Linked DNA regions of Ovis aries: region 2 is linked to region 1. Evidence: chromatin contacts called from public Hi-C data. All regions are on one chromosome and are shown on one strand. Each heading gives the region's core, a stretch centred on a gene start, on an enhancer-like site or on the middle of the called end of the contact. The rest is flanking DNA. Distances are from core to core; before and after follow the strand shown.

What was found. A called contact is a pair of places that touch in the nucleus more often than the background predicts.
Region 2: a contact with region 1 is called in a Hi-C map of liver, with 2.5 times the contacts expected there. The contact joins the promoter of LOC105601893 here to the promoter of TRPC1 in region 1. A contact is called at or near these places in 3 of 16 Hi-C or Micro-C datasets (hypothalamus, liver and mixed tissues).

Annotation. Positions count from the first base shown.
Region 1 is chr1:246,920,889-246,923,962 of ARS-UI_Ramb_v3.0, reverse strand. It overlaps TRPC1 (transient receptor potential cation channel subfamily C member 1), which reads left to right and starts at 1,590. Exons shown (of 7, transcript XM_060405618.1): 1 at 1,590-1,788. The coding sequence starts at 1,614.
Region 2 is chr1:247,069,216-247,072,647 of ARS-UI_Ramb_v3.0, reverse strand. It overlaps LOC105601893 (T-complex protein 1 subunit beta-like), which reads left to right and starts at 2,171. Exons shown (of 1, transcript XM_042236021.1): 1 at 2,171-3,432. The coding sequence starts at 2,230.

The DNA of each region.
Region 1 (3,074 bases), core at 341-2,840:
TGGACAGGGAGACCTGGCAGGCTGGGATTCATGGGGTCGCAAAGAGTTGGACACGACTGAGTGACTGAACTGAACTGAGGGATAAGAGAGGAAAAGGTAACATGATTCAATAGATAACTATTTTGAAGTAAACAGATGAAAATGTTTGGAAAGGTGGGGAGTCTAGTCTGCTAAAGATCTCAGAGATGATGGAAAGAGGACTTTGCATAATGAGGAAGATATATTTAGGAAACTTAGGAGTTAGTGTTGGCAGGACAGGGATCAGCAAGTCAACCTGAAAAGAACAGGAAGTATTTCTCTCGAATATATGATACTCAGGTAAATTTATATATTGCCTTAAAAACCCAAGCACTAAGGGCACAATTTAGATTTTTGCATAGTTGGCTGTGGAAAGCAATGAAAACGATTCGGGATACAATTTTCAGACCCCCTGCCGCAGTTCTTAGAGGTGCAAAAATATGCTTTAAATCAAGCTTAACTTTTTAAAAAATATTCAAGGAAGTAGCACTTACTGCATTCAGTTAGCTTTTGCTTAATTAACACTCATCTTCTAAAATCTGAGTTATAATAATAAATGTGAAGATGAACAAGAAACCACTGGAAGGACTGTGAGGTAGATAAGATCCTAATGATGTGCTTATCCAATGGTTACAGGCAAATGACACCAGAGATGTCATGCAAATTTTATATCACAAACTAGTTTTTTAAAAAGTACAGTTTTAGAAACGAGGGTAGCTAGCCCAGTATAATTGCACACAAACAGGTGTAGTGGCGTGGTAAGGGTCCTGTCCTTTTTGCTTTAGCCAGAGGACAAAGGAATATTCGACAATTCCACTAAGGGTTTCCACTCAGCGTTAAGTCGTCAGAGGCTCAACGAAGCACCCCGCCACATGTTTACATGTATGCACCCAGAGATCGCGAGGGAAATTACCTCAAACTTGCAACCCGGGTGTCGAGAGGGTGAAGCCGACCGTTCTCCTTTTCCTAGGCTGCAAGGATGCCTTCCAGGGGGGCAGCGCAAGGGGTAGAGGGCGGGGTGTTCGCAGACCCCGCCTCCGTCGCAGGCCCCACCCACCGCCGAGCCCACTCCGTCGTCGTCGCTAGCGCTGAGCGGAAGATGACGTGAGGAGAGCCGCGAACGTCTCCTCCGGGCACTGCTCGGCCGATGATTCCCAGGGCCCTGGAGCCCGGCGCGTGTAGAATCTCCTCTCGGAGCTCCTCTCCCACCGATTTTCGTCGTCCTCTCTGGCCGGGCCGCCCTCCGCGCGGCCCTTGCGGCTCCTGGCACGGCCCCGCGCTCGGCTGCCGCCCTGGCGCGCGCCTCCCTGTCGTCCCCGGACGGGCGCGGACCCTCTCGGCCTGGGCGCCGGCGGCTGGGGAGGGGGCGCTGGCCCCGGGGCCGCGCATGCGCTGCCACCAGTCTGGGGCTGTCAGTGGAAGGCGAGTGCTGGCTCCGTGGGGAGGCGACGCCCTTCGGGGCCAACGGGCCTCGAGCCGAGGCGGCCGTGGGAACGACTCATCCCTTTTCCAGCCGGGGGGCGGGACTGGGATCGGGGTCGGGGCTGGCGGGGGCCCCGCCCCCGTCCCCTGGCCTGCCCCCTTCATGGGCCGCGATGATGGCGGCCCTGTACCCGAGCACGGACCTCTCGGGCGCCTCCTCCTCCTCCCTGCCTTCTTCCCCATCTTCCTCTTCGTCGCCAAACGAGGTGATGGCGCTGAAGGATGTGCGGGAGGTGAAGGAGGAGAACACCTTGAATGAGAAGCTTTTCTTGCTGGCGTGCGACAAGGGTGAGAGCGAGGCCCCTTTCTCCGCTTTTGGATGCCCCTGCCCTCCACACCCTTCACTCTCTTCCCAGCCTCAACTTGGGGCATTCCCTCTTGCTCTCGCGCCGAGCGTCTGTTCCCGCCGAGCTCGCTGCATCACTGGGGCCGCCGGGCACCGCCTCTGCCTCGTGTGTGCGGAGCTGAAGGGCGGGAGCAGCCGCCGGTGCCGCCCTCGGAGCCCCGCGCCTGGGGGCGGCGGCTCTGCCCTCGGTCTCCTTTCGTGGGGTCCGGAGTTCAGGTAGCGTCGTGGGAGCCGCGACGCTGCTAGGCTTTCCGCCTCACCTCCGCTACTGCCCACTTGAGTCTCCTGATCTCCCCTTTGGTGTTTCAGTTCTTTCTGGAAGCCCAGAGGTTTTATCAAGTTTGGGAGTTTTCAGTCCTAAAATCCCATGTCCTTGCTTGGGGTTTCTCTTGCTCATGGGCTTTCAGTTGGTTTTTGTTTTCTTTCCTTTCTTTTTTTTTGTTTTGTTTTGTTTTTTAAACGTTTCTTGTATTATTTAACTCCAGCCACCCAGTGTTCTGTGATTGTTGAATGGGATTAGGTATTTTAGTATCCTATGTGGGCATAAAGTGGAGAAGGCAGTGACAACCCACTCCACTACTCTACTCTTGCCTGGAAAATCCCATGGACGAAGGAGCCTGGTGGGCTGCAGTCCATGGGGTCGCTAAGGGTCGGCCACGACTGAGCGACTTCACTTTCACTTTTCACTTTCATGCATTGGAGAAGGAAATGACAACCCACTCCAGTGTTCTTGCCTGCAGAATCCCAGGGACGGGGGAGCCTGGTGAGCTGCCGTCTCTGGGGTCGCACAGAGTCGGACATGACTGAAGTGACTTAGCAGCAGCAGTGGACATAAAGACAGGACTTTACCGAAAATTCTAAGTTCCAAAGTTTCTCCAAATTTACGGAACAGCTTTGTTCATTCTTTTTATTGGAGAGAAAGGTTTCTTGTTCCTTATTCCTCTTCGGGAAATACAGGTAGTACAAAATAATTTGCAGTCGTAAAAGAATCGGACAGGACTTTGCGACCAAACAACAGCAAACAAAATAATTACAGGGCAAAGATTTTGAATATATTTAATGTGTTTCTTTTTTTAATCTGGAAATCGATCACTTTTATGGCCATAATAAAGTCTCTTCACTTAAGCATTCATCTCTCTATTGATGAATATAATAAAAAGAGTGGGAAATTCATTGCCCGAAGACTGCTTTTATTTCCTACAGGTGAAAAAGCGTTCTAACTTTTCTT
Region 2 (3,432 bases), core at 922-3,421, 150 kb before region 1:
TTTTCTACCACTCTCTTGACATCCTTTCTGAGAGTTATGGGGCAGAAGTTGGGCTCCTTCTTGTCCTTTCTGTTTCAGCAGATTTCACCACCTCTCCCTCCCCCAACAACTAGACGTCTCCCTTAGGGTTCCTTGAGAGTTCTCGCACTTTTAGTATTGAAAAAGAGAGTTGAATTGTATTTATTTGTGTTTCATAAAGTAAGCAACAGTGCTATGTGTTCAATATATTTATGTCTCCGTTACGGGCATCTATTACCTGTGATTTAATTTTTTTAAGTAAAATCAGTGGCTTTTGGCTGTGGATATTTTCTAGCTCAACCCAGTTTGTTTATGAAAAATGGTCATAATAAGAAACTGTTAACATGTCAAAATTATGTATTTGATCAGACAAGGCGTGTGGTGTGCTTACATTTGTTACTTAGCAAATGAGAATAATCATTATACAGTATCTTTAAACAAAAAAACTCAAAGTGATGGAGTAACAGCCAAATACAGTCCTGCCTCAGGGATTTTTTGCATTTGTTGCACCCTTTGTCACCCTGCTTATTTAACTTCTATGCAGAGTACATCATGAGAAACGCTGGGCTGGAGGAAACAAAAGCTGGAATCAAGATTGCCGAGAGAAATATCAATAACCTCAGATATACAGATGACACCACCCTTATGGCAGAAAGTGAAGAAGAACTAAAGAGCCTCTGATGAAAGTGAAAGAGGAGAGTGAAAAAGTTGGCTTAAAGCTCAACATTCAGAAAACGAAGATCATGGCATCCGGTCCCATCACTTCATGGCAAATAGATGGGGAAACAGTGGAAACAGTGGCTGACTTTATTTTTCTGGGCTCCAAAATCACTGCAGATGGTGATTGCAGCCATAAAATTAAAAGACACTTACTCCTTGGAAGGAAAATTATGACCAACCTAGACAGCATATTCGCAGAAGGCAATGGCACCCCACTCCAGTACTCTTGCCTGGAAAATCCCATGGACGGGGGAGTCTGGTGGGCTGCAGTCCATGGGGTCGCTGGGAGTCGGACACGACTGAGTGGCTTCACTTTCACTTTTCACCTTCACGCATTGGAGAGGAAATGGCAACCCACTCCAGTGTTCTTGCCTGGAGAATCCCAGGGACGGGGGAGTCTGGTGGGCTGCCGTCTATGGGGCAACACAGAATCGGACATGACTGAAATGACTTAGCAGCAGCAGCAGCAGCAGACAGTATATTAAAAAGCAGAGACATTATTTTATCAACAAAGGCCCATCTAGTCAAGGCTATGGTTTTTCCAGTGGTCATGTATGGATGTGAGAGTTGGACTATAAAGAAAGCTGAGCACCGAAGAATTGATGCTTTTGAACTGTGGTGTTGGAGAAGACTCTTGAGAGTCCCTTGGACTGCAAGGAGATCCAACCAGTCCGTCCTAAAGGAGATCAGTCCTGGGTGTTCACTGGAAGGACTGATGTTGAAGCTGAAACTCCAATCCTTTGGCCACCTGATGCAAAGAGCTAACTCACTTGAAAAGACCCTGATGCCGGGAAAAATTGAGGGCAGGAGGAGAAGGGGATGACAGAGGATGAGAAGGTTGGATAGCATCACCGACTCAATGGACATGGATTTGAGTGGACCCCAGGAGTTGGTGATGGACAGGGAGGCCTGGCATGCTGCAGTTCATGGGGTTGCAAAGAGTCAGACGTGACTGAATTGACTTGTCTTGACTTCTTTCAAGCTGAAATGTCATCTGAGAGCTTCATATAGACTAGCACACTTAAACTTATTCTTTTCTCCTCCATCCTGACTTATTTCTTCATGACATGTCTGCATCTCTATTCCTGCCCTGCAAATATGTTCATCAGTACCATTTTTCTACCATATACATAATATATGGTATTTGTTTTTCTCTTTCTGACTTTGTTCTGTGTGACAGACTCTAGGTTCATCCACCTCACTACAACTGACTCTATTTCATTCCTTTTTATGGCTGAATAATATTCCATTGTATATTGTATATACAACTTCTTTTTCTAATGTGTACTGTATATACAACTTTATTCAAGAATACCATTTCTTAGGTAAAGTGAAGTATGAATTCTGAAGATGATAAGTGAAAAAAAGCAAATTGCAAAGAGATACATAACAATATTAAATCACTACATACCATTTTAAAACAGACTTTGTCCCCTCCGGTCACGGGCGCGAGCTGTGAGGGGATAGCGTGTGTGCGAACTCCTCGGAACCATGGCGTCCCTTTCCCTTGCACCTGTTAATATCTTCAAGGCTGGAGCTGATGAAGAGAAAGCAGAGACAGCTCGCCTGTCTTCTTTTATTGGTGCCATTGCTATTGGAGACTTGGTAAAGAGCACGTTGGGACCCAAGGGCATGGACAAAATTCTGTTAAGCAGTGGACGAGATGCATCTCTTATGGTAACCAATGATGGTGCAACTATTTTAAAAAACATTGGTGTGGACAACCCAGCTGCTAAAGTTTTAGTTGATATGTCAAGGGTTCAAGATGATGAAGTTGGTGATGGCACTACGTCTGTTACTGTTCTCGCAGCAGAATTGCTAAGGGAAGCAGAATCCTTAATTGCAAAAAAGATACATCCACAGACCATTATTGAGGGTTGGAGAGAAGCCACAAAGGCAGCAAGACAGGCTCTATTGAATTCTGCAGTGGACCATGGTTCCGATGAAGTTAAGTTCCGTCAAGATTTAATGAACATTGCAGGAACAACACTATCCTCAAAACTTCTTACTCATCATAAAGACCACTTTACTAAGTTAGCTGTGGAAGCTGTTCTCAGACTAAAAGGCTCTGGTAACCTGGAGGCAATTCATGTCATCAAAAAGCTAGGAGGAAGTCTGGCAGATTCCTATTTAGATGAAGGCTTTCTGTTGGATAAAAAAATTGGTGTAAATCAACCGAAACGAATTGAAAATGCTAAAATCCTTATTGCAAATACTGGTATGGATACAGACAAAATTAAGATATTTGGTTCCCGGGTGAGAGTTGATTCTACAGCAAAGGTTGCTGAAATAGAACATGCAGAAAAGGAAAAAATGAAGGAGAAAGTTGAACGTATTCTTAAGCATGGGATAAATTGCTTTATTAACAGGCAACTAATTTATAATTACCCTGAACAACTCTTTGGTGCTGCTGGTGTTATGGCTATTGAGCATGCAGATTTTGCAGGCGTGGAACGCCTCGCTCTTGTTACAGGTGGTGAAATTGCCTCTACCTTTGACCATCCAGAACTAGTGAAGCTTGGAAGTTGCAAACTTATTGAGGAAGTCATGATTGGAGAAGACAAACTCATTCACTTTTCCGGGGTAGCCCTTGGTGAGGCTTGCACCATTGTTCTGCGTGGTGCCACTCAGCAAATTTTAGATGAAGCAGAAAGATCTTTGCATGATGCTCTTTGTGTTCTTGCCCAAACTGTG